Regions from separate parts of the Sus scrofa genome. Here regions 2 and 3 are each linked to region 1. The links are chromatin contacts, called in public HiChIP or PLAC-seq maps. All regions are on one chromosome and are shown on one strand. Each heading gives the region's core, a stretch centred on a gene start, on an enhancer-like site or on the middle of the called end of the contact. The rest is flanking DNA. Distances are from core to core; before and after follow the strand shown. Region 1 holds the start of SPNS1 (sphingolipid transporter 1 (putative)). Region 2 holds the start of SGF29 (SAGA-associated factor 29). Region 3 holds the start of XPO6 (exportin-6).

Region 1 (3,319 bases), core at 488-2,987:
GTGGGTTAACGATCTGGTGCTGTCACAGCTGAGGCTTGGTCTCAACTGCAGCTCAGATCTGATCCCTAACCTGGGAATTTTACATGCCTCGGGGCAGCCAAAAAGAAAAAAAAAAGTTCTTTAGGGAGTTCCCATTGTGGCTCAGCAGGTTAAGAATCAAACAAGTATGAAGATGAAGGTTCAATCCCTGGCCTCGTTCAGTGGGTTAAGGATCTGACATTGCAGCAAGCAGCAGCGTAAGTCACAGACAAGGCTCGGATCTGGTGTTGCTGCGGCTGTGGTGTAGGCTGGCAGCTGCAGCTCCGATTTGACCCCTAGTCTGGGAACTTCCATATGCCATAGGTGTGGCCCTAAAAATAAAATAAATAAGTAAATAAATAAAAGTTCTTTATACACCTGGATATAAGTCACTTGTTGGATACATGCTTTGCAAATACTTCCTTCCAGTCTGTGGTTTGCCTTTTCATTTGACAGGTGCAATTTTACATGTGTATGGATAGCTGTCCCCTTCAGATAAGCTCCAGATAAATCTGCATTTGCCTGACACCGGATACAATGCCAGGCATAGAGTACACGCTCAACAGTACTGAGGAAATTCAGTGAATACAATCTGAAATCCCTCTCCATCTCTTTCTTTTAGGCCCACATGGCAGACTAGGCTTAATGTTCTGAAACATGAAGTACCTCCTGGGGCAATACCAAGTAGGTCCGGGACTCAGGTTTCAGGTAAGGCCTCTTGGGGGCCTCAAGATCTTAGGAGACTAGAATTTCAGCAGAGGGGCTTAGAGGTCTGGTTGGAAGAGGGATCTTGAAGTTGTATTTGCATAGAACTTCACTAATTTTACTTAGAGTGTATGTTTATCAGCTGTAGCTTGGTGATTGGGGCAGGGAGGTGCCAAGCAACCAAGCTGTTTTGGTGCCAAGGCTCTGTAGTCTTTGAGCCCAGTCTGCAGCTTGGCCTCCTGAGCCCCTGACTGTTCCAAGAGAGACCATTAGAAGGCGCAAGGGCTTCGGTCCCGTTAGAGGTGAGGGAAAAACCGACTCCACACGCGGTGGATAAATTCTGGGGAGGCTTTCTTCAACGCCTGCAGGGAAAGCTCAGGGGTTTAGAGGGAGCTGACCGGGGCCAGGCAAGAGGCCAGGACTGGGAGCCGCTGTTCACCATTCATTCATCACTGAGCATGTATGAAGCCCCAAACGGACACAGAAGGTAAGAGCGTAAGAACTGTTCCTTGCATATGGAGTTCCCAGGGGTCGAATGTGAGCTGTAGCCACCGGTCTACACCAGAGCCACAGCAACGCGGGATCCGAGCCGCGTCTGCGACTTACACCACAGCTCACGGCAACGCCGGATCCTTAACCCGCTGAGAAAGGCCAGGGATCGAACCCGCAACCGCATGGTTCCTAGTTGGATTCGTTTTGGCTGTGCCAGGACGGGAACTCCAATTTCCAGACCCTTTTAACATTCCATTATCTAATCTGATCTCGTTCGATAAGAAGCAGGCCTTGCAGATAAGGAAGCCGAGATTCAGACGGGCAGGGACTCGCACTAGGTCACCTAGACTCCTTTAGGTCGTCTGTCGGTCCTGCCTGAAAAACTGGGTGGAGAGCTCCCGCTGCGCCCTCAGTCACGTGATGCGAGAGCGGCTGAGAAGCCGCAGGGGCGCGCGCGGCCTCCGTAGTCGCGTCGGGGCTGACCCACCTTGGCGTTCACCGCCCCCAGCCCAGCTCTGGTGTCACATGACCGGCTCTTAGGCAACATGGCGGCGGCCGTGGGGCAGAGCCGGGGCTGAGGGATCGCGAGTGGGCTCCTACCGGGGGTGAAGGGTGCCTCAGCTGGGGGAGTAGGGGACTCGAACCTCAACCCATTCCTGTCCCCGACCTCACCGGGTTCCACTCTTCTCCTCCGCGCGGTGTGTCTGCCGGGGCGGGGACGCATGATAGAGCCCGGGTTCCATCCCCGGTGCTCTGGGCTTCGGGGCAAGCTCCTCCCGGTCTCCCGGCGCACCTGCTTTGCCTGGGTTCCCCCTCCATCCTCCTTTCTCCAGCCTCCTCCCCACGCAGGGATCGTCAGTGGGACCGGAGCGCGGGCGGGCGCGACCCCCCGGGACCATGTCCGGGTCCGACTCCACGCCCTTCCTCAGCCAGGCGGATGACACGGATGACGGACCGGCGCCCGGCATCCCGGGCTTGCCGGGGCCCATGGGGAACCCGAAGTCCGAGGATCCCGAGGTCCTGGACCGGGAGGGACTGCAGCGCATCACGGGCTTGTCTTCAGGCCGCTCGGCTCTCATAGTGGCGGTGCTGTGCTATATCAACCTCCTCAACTACATGGACCGCTTCACCGTGGCTGGTACTGACTTCAGGGAGAAAGTTAGAAGAGGGGAAGGGAGCGGGTTTCCGAAGGTGGGGCGGCCTCGGCCAGCGCATCCTGAGTCTTCTTCTTCCCAGGCGTCCTTCCGGACATCGAGCAGTTCTTCGACATCGGAGACGGTAGCTCCGGCCTCATTCAGACCGGTGAGTGGAGGTTCCCTCCTGGGGGCACAGCAGATCTTTTATCTTGTCTACTCCAGTTGGGGCTGCATCCTGGCATGCCTGGGGAGTCATTTGTGCGAGGTACCGTGGCCAGAGGGCTGTGATTTTTGCCCTGAGGCGGTCCTGTTGAGTTAGGAGCCATATTTACAGAGAATTAAAGAGGGAGTCAGTTCATTGTCACGGTGAAGTCAGACCTGGGTTTCAATCTCAGCTTTCCACGTAATGTGATCGCTGGCAAGGCTCTCAATCTCTCTAAGCCTCACTTTCCTTGTGGGTGAGATGGAGTTCGTAATAACCCAGCTCACCCCTTGGGACCGATGTGAGGGTTAGATGAGATAGTGCTGGTGAAGTGCATAGGACAGTGTTGGAAAATGCTGGGCACCCAGTAAATAATGGAGCAGAGTGTCTGGAAAGGGGAGAGGTGAGTTTTACTTGTTCAGAACTTGGGATTTGTGGGAGGGCCAAAGCCAGGGCCAAGTCTCTTTTCCTTCCTTCTCTCCTTCATTTCTGTGCTGGTAGCAGGTGGAGGCCCTGGAGCTAATAACATCCAAAGAACTTGGCCAAACCTTTTACACCCATTGTCTTCTAATCCTTTTATCAGCCAAGGAATCCTTATTATTATTTTATAGAGGCAGTAGGTAGTATTATCTGCATTTATATAAAGAAACTGAGGCTAGGAGAAGAGTTAAGACTTGCCTGGGGTCACACAACAAAAGGCAGAAGAGGAGTTGGAAACCAGGTTTTGCAGTGTTTTTTTTTTTTTTTTTTTTTTTTTTTTTTTTTT
Region 2 (3,319 bases), core at 291-2,790, 240 kb before region 1:
AGCCCAGAGCCATGAGTTAAAAGATCCTGTTTAGCTGGCAGTTGCAGCTCAGATTTGATCCCTGGCCTGGGAACTTAGGAATGCTGTGGGTGTGGCCACATAAACAAGTATATAAACAGATAAACATGTACTGACTGATGGAGAAAGAGGACAGAGGGGAAGCAAAAGACATCTAGTATAACTCAAGGTGTTTGAAAAATTGGAAAACTGAAGAAGGTGAATGGTAAAACTCAAAATTTCAGGTAGAGCAATGAGTTGAGGACAAGAATTTGAGAGTTAAACACAAGAGATGGTATTTAGGAGCTCCCGCCGTAGCTCAGTGGTTAACAAAACCGACTAGGAACCATGAAATTGCCGGTTCAGTCCCTGCCCTTGCTCAGTGGGTGAAGGATCCGGCGTTGCCGTGAGCTGTGGTGTAGGTCGAAGACGCGGCTCGGATCCCACGTTTGCTGTGGCTCTGGCGTAGACCGGTGGCTACAGCTCTGATTAGACCGCTAGCCTGGGAACCTCCATATGCCACGGGAGCGGCCCAAGAAATGGCAAAAAGACAAAAAAAAAAAAAAAAGAGAGAGTATTTAAAGCCTAGGAAACAGCACAGAAAAGAGATCAAAGATGAGGCTGTGGGGCAGTACAACCAACCACTGAGGGTAAGTTAGAGCAAGAATCAGCAGAGGAGAAACCAGAAAGAGCTGAAGCTGAAGACGAGAATGTTCCGCATAGCAAATGAAGCACGCATTTCCATTTCAGTGGAGGGGTGAGAGCCAAGGCCTTACTGGAGTGTGTTTGAAGGAGAAAAGGGGCTAATGAGTAGAGAATGAAGTTTTGGCTGCAGTGAAATAGAAAGCACCTGGAGGAATATGAAGAATGAGGTTGTTAAACTAAGCACACCTTCAGCAAATAATGAAAGCTGCCAAAGTGCGGGCCCCATCCTCTGCCCTTGTTCTCTCGCACCTGGGGTGCGTACCCACCCCTCCCAGCCACGGAGCCAAGCTCCACGTGCAGCGGCTTCCCACCCTCTTCCAGCCGGCGAGCGCAGGCGCAGTCAGTTACCAGAGAAGGTCGGCGCCAGCCCTCCCTCCCAGCGCCCCGCCTCTCCCGGTCCAGGGCGCGTGCGCACTGCCTCTCAAGAGCTGCCTCAGCGACGCCCGAGAACAGGGACCCCCCGGCCCTCCGCTCCCGCCATTCTCCGAGCGGGGGTGCGGGGAGCCAAGCAGTGCCTCAGACCACGACGTATACCCACCTACAGAACCACGGGTGGAATAAGCAAGTCGCGCTGGAAACTGCGACGGCGGGAGCAGGCGCGTCTTCCCTCGAATGCCTTTCAGAGTCTGCGGATAACAACGCGCTCACGTTCGAAGATTCGCGGCGGCTCAAGAACCACGCACGCTTTTTCCCTTTTATGAGCAGCGCGAGACCCTCTCTACGCGTGCGCTGTCTTCCTCTCTACGCGTGCGCTCTCTTCCCGTGCCGCGCTGCTCCTTGGGAAATGTAGTTTTTACTTGGACACAGAGTTTCCGCCTCTTCAGCTGAACCTTGTTTTAACCAACCAGAGCGTGTTTTCAGTATCCACTCCTATTACCAAAACCTCGATGAAACAATAAAAAAATTTTTAAACGAGCAGATTGTTGATTGAAGGGGGAGCAGTGGGCATATGAGAACTCTGTACTTGTTCCTTCAATTTTGCTGGAAAGCTAAAACTGCTTCAAAAATTAAAGTTCATTTAAAAAATGTTAAAAATAAATAGAAATAAGCAGATCTGTAAACCCAGATATCATTCTTTTAGAGAGTATTGTCAGGAACATATTGTCATTGTGAGCAAATGTTTAACCACAACGGTTTACATCCTAGTATCTTGTAATCTCTTACATAACCCATACCAAATTTTACGTTTGTTTGGTACACTTGCCTGCTCAGGGAGGTTAGGATCCACTGTTTTATTCACCTATATACACCCATAGTGGCTGGTATATAATAAGCGTTCTATTTTTTAAAATTCATATTAGAGTCTTAGACTTCAACACAAACCATTTCAGCCCAAAACTTAATGCAACATTTTTTACCATCAAACTTACTCTTCTTTCTGTGGTCTCTCAGTAAGTTGCATGACCATCTACCCAGTCTCAGTTCTATATCCTGCGTTTTATGGGGTTTACAGAAGCAAGGAGTTCGCATTTTCGTGTTTATTGAAGTCTCAGGAGTTCCCGTAGTGGCGCAGCTGAAATTAATCTGACTAGCATCTGTGAAGACACAGGTTTGATCCCTGGCCTTGCTCAGTGGGTTAAGGGTCAGGCATTGCCATGAGCTGTGGTGTAGCGGCTCTGATCCTGTGTTGCTGTGGCTGTGGTGTAGGTCAGCAGCTGTAGCTCCAATTGGACCCCTAGCCTGGGAACATCCATGTGCCGCGGGAGAAGCCATAAAATAAAATTTTTTAAAAAAATGAAGTCTCAGAAGCTATTTCTCCTGAATGGCAAATGTCAATTTTATTTTCTCCTCAAGGGAGATTTGGGGCTCGTTTTGGGGCGGGGGTGTCTGTGCCATGGCATGTGGAAGTTTCCCAGCCAGGGATCCAACCTGCACCACAGCTGTAACCTGAGGCATAGCAGTGACAACACTGGATCCTTAACCCACTGAACAAGAGGGAACTCCTGGGGCTCAATTTTTTTGTTTGTTTGAATTTATCTTTAATTTCTGAAGTTTCCTGCAATAACTATGTATCAGTTAACATGTATCACTGGATTAATCTTTTTTCTTTTTCTTTCTTTCTTTTTTTTTTTTTTTTTTTTTTTTTTGCTATTTAGGGCTGCACCCACGGCATGTGGAAATTCCCAGGCTAGGGGTCAAATCAGAGCAACAGGAGCTCCTGTCGTGGCGCAGCGGAAATGAATCCGACTAGGAACCATGAGGTTGCTGGCTCTATCCCTGGCCTCGCTCACTGGGTTAAGGATCTGGCGTTGCCGTGAGCTGTGGTGTAGGTCACAGACGCGCCTCCAATCTGGCGTTGCTGTGGCTGTGTATTAGGCCGGCAGCTGTAGCTCCGATTCGACCCCTAGCCTGGGAACCTCCATATGCCACAGGTGCAGCCCTGAGAAGACAAAAAGACCAAAAAAAAAAAAAAAAAATCAGAGCAACAGTTGCCGGCCACAGACACAGCCACAGCCACAGCATGCCAGATCCTTAACCCACTGAGTGAGGCCAGGGCTTGAACCCACATCCTCATGAATCCTAGTTGGGTTCCTTAACCACTGAGCCACAAGGGGAACTCTAATCTTTTACGTATTTTACAGTGTTGCCCATATGTAAGAAATAGCTCTGTCTTCAC
Region 3 (3,319 bases), core at 274-2,773, 140 kb after region 1:
GCGATCTACATCGAAGCTGCAGCAATGCTGGATGACTAACCTATTGTGCGTGGCCAGGGATTGAACCTGAGTCCCAGCACTCCCAAGACACCACTGATCCACTTGCGCCTCAGCGGGAACGCTGGCTTGTATTTTTCTTTGATGCTCTTATCACAATTATAAGTGATTACTTATTTTGTCATACTTTGAAAATAATTTGTCTATTTTATTAAGGGCCCAAATGTGTCTGTTTTGCTCAGCACTGAATCCTTCCAACAATGGTTGTCGCTTAGGAGGGAACAGTAAATATTTGATGAAAGAATAAGTGAAAGCTGTTGCTTTCTGTGGCCATGAGTGATAACAGCAGTTCTCCAGGGGTGATTCCTGGAGCTGCAGCATTAGCATCACCTGGGAACTTGTTAGAAATGTAAATTAGTACCCCAGACCTACTAATTAGAAACTCTGGGAGTGGGTACTGGCAATTAGTGTGTTAACAGCCCTCCTCCCTCCCACCAGGTGATTCTGCTTCGTGCTGGGGTTTGAAAGCCACTCTACAGACTTGCTCCAGTCTCTGCGTAGGTATATCCTAGCAGCACCTGTTCCTTGGGATGGTTTCCTGCTGTTTCTTAAAATCAGCACTTTCAGGAGTTCCATCACAGTTCAGTGGAAACGAATCTGACCAGCATCTGTGAGGACGGAGGTTTGATCCCTGGCCTCACTCAGTGAGTTAAAGGATCTGGTGTTGCCGTGAGCTGTGGTGTAGGTGGCAGATGCTGCTGGGATGTGGCATGGCTGTGGCTGGCAGCTACAGCTCTGATTAGACCCCAAGCCTGGGAACCTGCATATGCTGCGGGTGTGGCCCTAAAACGACCCCCCCCAAAAAAAACCCCCCAAATACCCAGCACTTTTACAAGTCAAGTGGGTTTGAGACGGGAACAGGAACTCACACCTTTTTCCTCTCAGAATCTCTGCAGCTGCTGTTCCTTTGACTGTGATCACTGACTTTATCCTTCAGGCCTCAGTTTACATTTCCAGCCCTCCCTTCCATTTTCTATCTCCGGCCCCCACGTGTTTGTTGTGTTCCTAACACAGGACTCCTCGTTTCTTACAATTCCTTTATTCACTTGCTTTCTCCTTGCTCCTCACCTGCCTCCTCAAAGGCAGCGACCACAACAGTCTTGTGTAGTGCACTAGCCCTAGCACGCACTGCAGCACATGGTCCTCAGCAGGACTGTAAGCTCCGCGAAGGCAGAGGCTGCGTGTCACTGACTTCCAGCCCTGTGCGGGGCACGCAGAAGGCGTCTCCTGATTTGCAGAATGAATGAGCCCAGGAAACGAAAGAGAAACCGCCCCTTTACTAAGATGGCCAGCCCGGCACCCTTTACCAACATGGCCACCGGCCCACGTGGACAGGCTGAGAGCGGCGGGCGCGGGGCGGGGCCGGGCGGGGGCGGGGCCAGAGGGAGCCGTCAGGTGCGGCCCCGCCCCGCGCCCCCACCCCCCGCCCGCTCGATTCCGGATTGGTCCGGTTCCAGCGCCGCAGCCCGGCGGCCGCGCCGTGGGGCCGCGCCGGGCGCTCGCCACTTCCGGCGCGTTGGGGCTGTTGGTCGCGGGCTGCCGCGCGGCGCGAGAGGGTAGCTCCGGGGAGGGCGCGCGCGCAGGGATGCTCCGGGGGTCGGGGGCAGTGGCGGCCGTGTGGGCTGAGGCGTCAAGGATAGCGCTGGCCCCCGGGCCTTTCCCTTGAGCCGGCCGCCCGGGCTGCGCCGCCGAGGCCCCTTCAGCCTCCGCCCCTTCAGCCTCGGGGCCGGGCCCACCGCCGCTTCTGAACGCGGAGGCCGGGGAGCCCCTGCCTGGGCCCGGAGCCTCCCCTCGGGGGTCGGGCCCAGGCGGGGGGGCCCCGAGCCGCTGCTCTTCTTGTCGGCCTCCGAGCCCCATTTCCTGCTTTTTTCACTTTCCTTGGGGAGGGGCGGGTGGGTCTGGATGAATTGTTCCAGGGGTCCCCGATGAGGCGGGCCGGGGGGCCGCACTCTTTTTAGAGGGTCCCTTCGGGGCCCGGGTGGGGTAGAGGTTGTCTTTGCATGGGTGGGGGACTTCCCGAGCCTGCCGGGACCATGACCTGAACTGTGCGAGCGGGACGTGTCCGAAGCCCGAGAGCCAGCTCACCTGAGCCGCCCCCTCCCCCGGCCAGCATGGTAAGTGGGATCTGAGCCCCTTCCCTCCCTGGGTGCGGGGCCTGAGCGGTGGGAGCGGGCTCGGGACTGCTGAGCCATCGCTTCTCCCTGGGGCGGGGAGAGGCGCGTGCCGAGCCCGGCAGTGACACATGCGTGCAGGGTTTGCAGCAGGGCTGTGAGCTCCCATCCCCCCAGGGATGGCTCAGGACGGGGAGGAACCTGGACGCGGAGCAGGCACAACCCTTGCATCTGGTGTTTGCCTCTCTTATATTGTAGCTCTTCGCGACAGTAGCTATCATTTATTTATTGAGGGCTTACTGTGCGTCAGGTGCTGTGCTAAGTAATTGACAAGTATTTAACAAGCTCAGCGGCCCTGTGTTCTGAAGTGGGGAGACTGAGGCACAGAGCAACTAAGTACTCAGTTCAAGGTCACTCTTAAGTGACAGTGGCAATATTTCACCTTAGTCTGATTTCAGAGCTCCTGATCCCCTTCACAGGCTGGAGGGGATCTTGCTGTAGGTTTATATATGGAACAGCTGTGAGGGTTTGTGGTTTGCAGAGGTCACTTAACCTAGATCTCAGCAAAGTCAGGAACTGCCCTATTCTTTTGACACCCAGTCAGCTTTTCTTTCTGCAGCTTGCTCTGGCCTTTGGCCTGGTAGTGCCTGGAGAACTCTTCATCCTTCCAGATCTAGTTCAGAAGCTACTTTCTTCTGAAGAGATAACATCCCCCATTTTCCAGACCCATAGGCGCTCTCTGTACTCCCTCAGATTTGTGTAGTCATATTTATTTTTAAGCACTTGTCTTATTGTTACCGTAATTGTTTCTGAATCTTATCTGTCTACTGCAGTAGACTCAGTTCAAAGATGAAATTGAACTTTTACCTGGCCCAGTTTCTGGTACATAGTAAGCCCATAGGAAGTGGTGGATCGCTTCCCCTGTGTTTGAGCACCTCCAGTTACAGAGATGTTCTTAAGACTGCCCATGTTACCCCTGTCATGTTAGGGGTTTCGTAGAGAGAAGAGATGCATTGATATCTCCAGTGATGTAGATTTTCAGGCCCAGTGGAGTTTTCAGAACATTCTAGGGGCCTGTGGGTGATTAAGTTCTGGACATAGAAAAACCTAAGGCATAATTGTCTTCATGGGGCTTACAACCAGTCAGGTAA

Evidence for each region. HiChIP or PLAC-seq counts read pairs in DNA pulled down with a chosen protein or histone mark.
Region 2: an H3K27ac HiChIP or PLAC-seq map of alveolar macrophages shows a contact between it and region 1. The contact joins the promoter of SGF29 here to the promoter of SPNS1 in region 1. A contact is called at or near these places in 1 of 47 Hi-C or Micro-C datasets (liver) and 1 of 2 datasets of contacts at active chromatin or transcription factors (alveolar macrophages).
Region 3: an H3K27ac HiChIP or PLAC-seq map of alveolar macrophages shows a contact between it and region 1. The contact joins the promoter of XPO6 here to the promoter of SPNS1 in region 1. A contact is called at or near these places in 1 of 47 Hi-C or Micro-C datasets (heart right ventricle) and 1 of 2 datasets of contacts at active chromatin or transcription factors (alveolar macrophages).

What each region holds. Positions count from the first base shown.
Region 1 is chr3:18,627,909-18,631,227 of Sscrofa11.1, forward strand. SPNS1 (sphingolipid transporter 1 (putative)) reads left to right here and starts at 1,738. Exons shown (of 13, transcript NM_001243020.1): 1 at 1,738-2,353; 2 at 2,452-2,517. The coding sequence starts at 2,113.
Region 2 is chr3:18,386,390-18,389,708 of Sscrofa11.1, forward strand. SGF29 (SAGA-associated factor 29) reads right to left here and starts at 1,541. Exons shown (of 11, transcript XM_021088034.1): 1 at 1,241-1,541.
Region 3 is chr3:18,770,535-18,773,853 of Sscrofa11.1, forward strand. It overlaps XPO6 (exportin-6), which reads left to right and starts at 1,524. Exons shown (of 24, transcript XM_003124525.6): 1 at 1,524-2,171. The coding sequence starts at 2,169.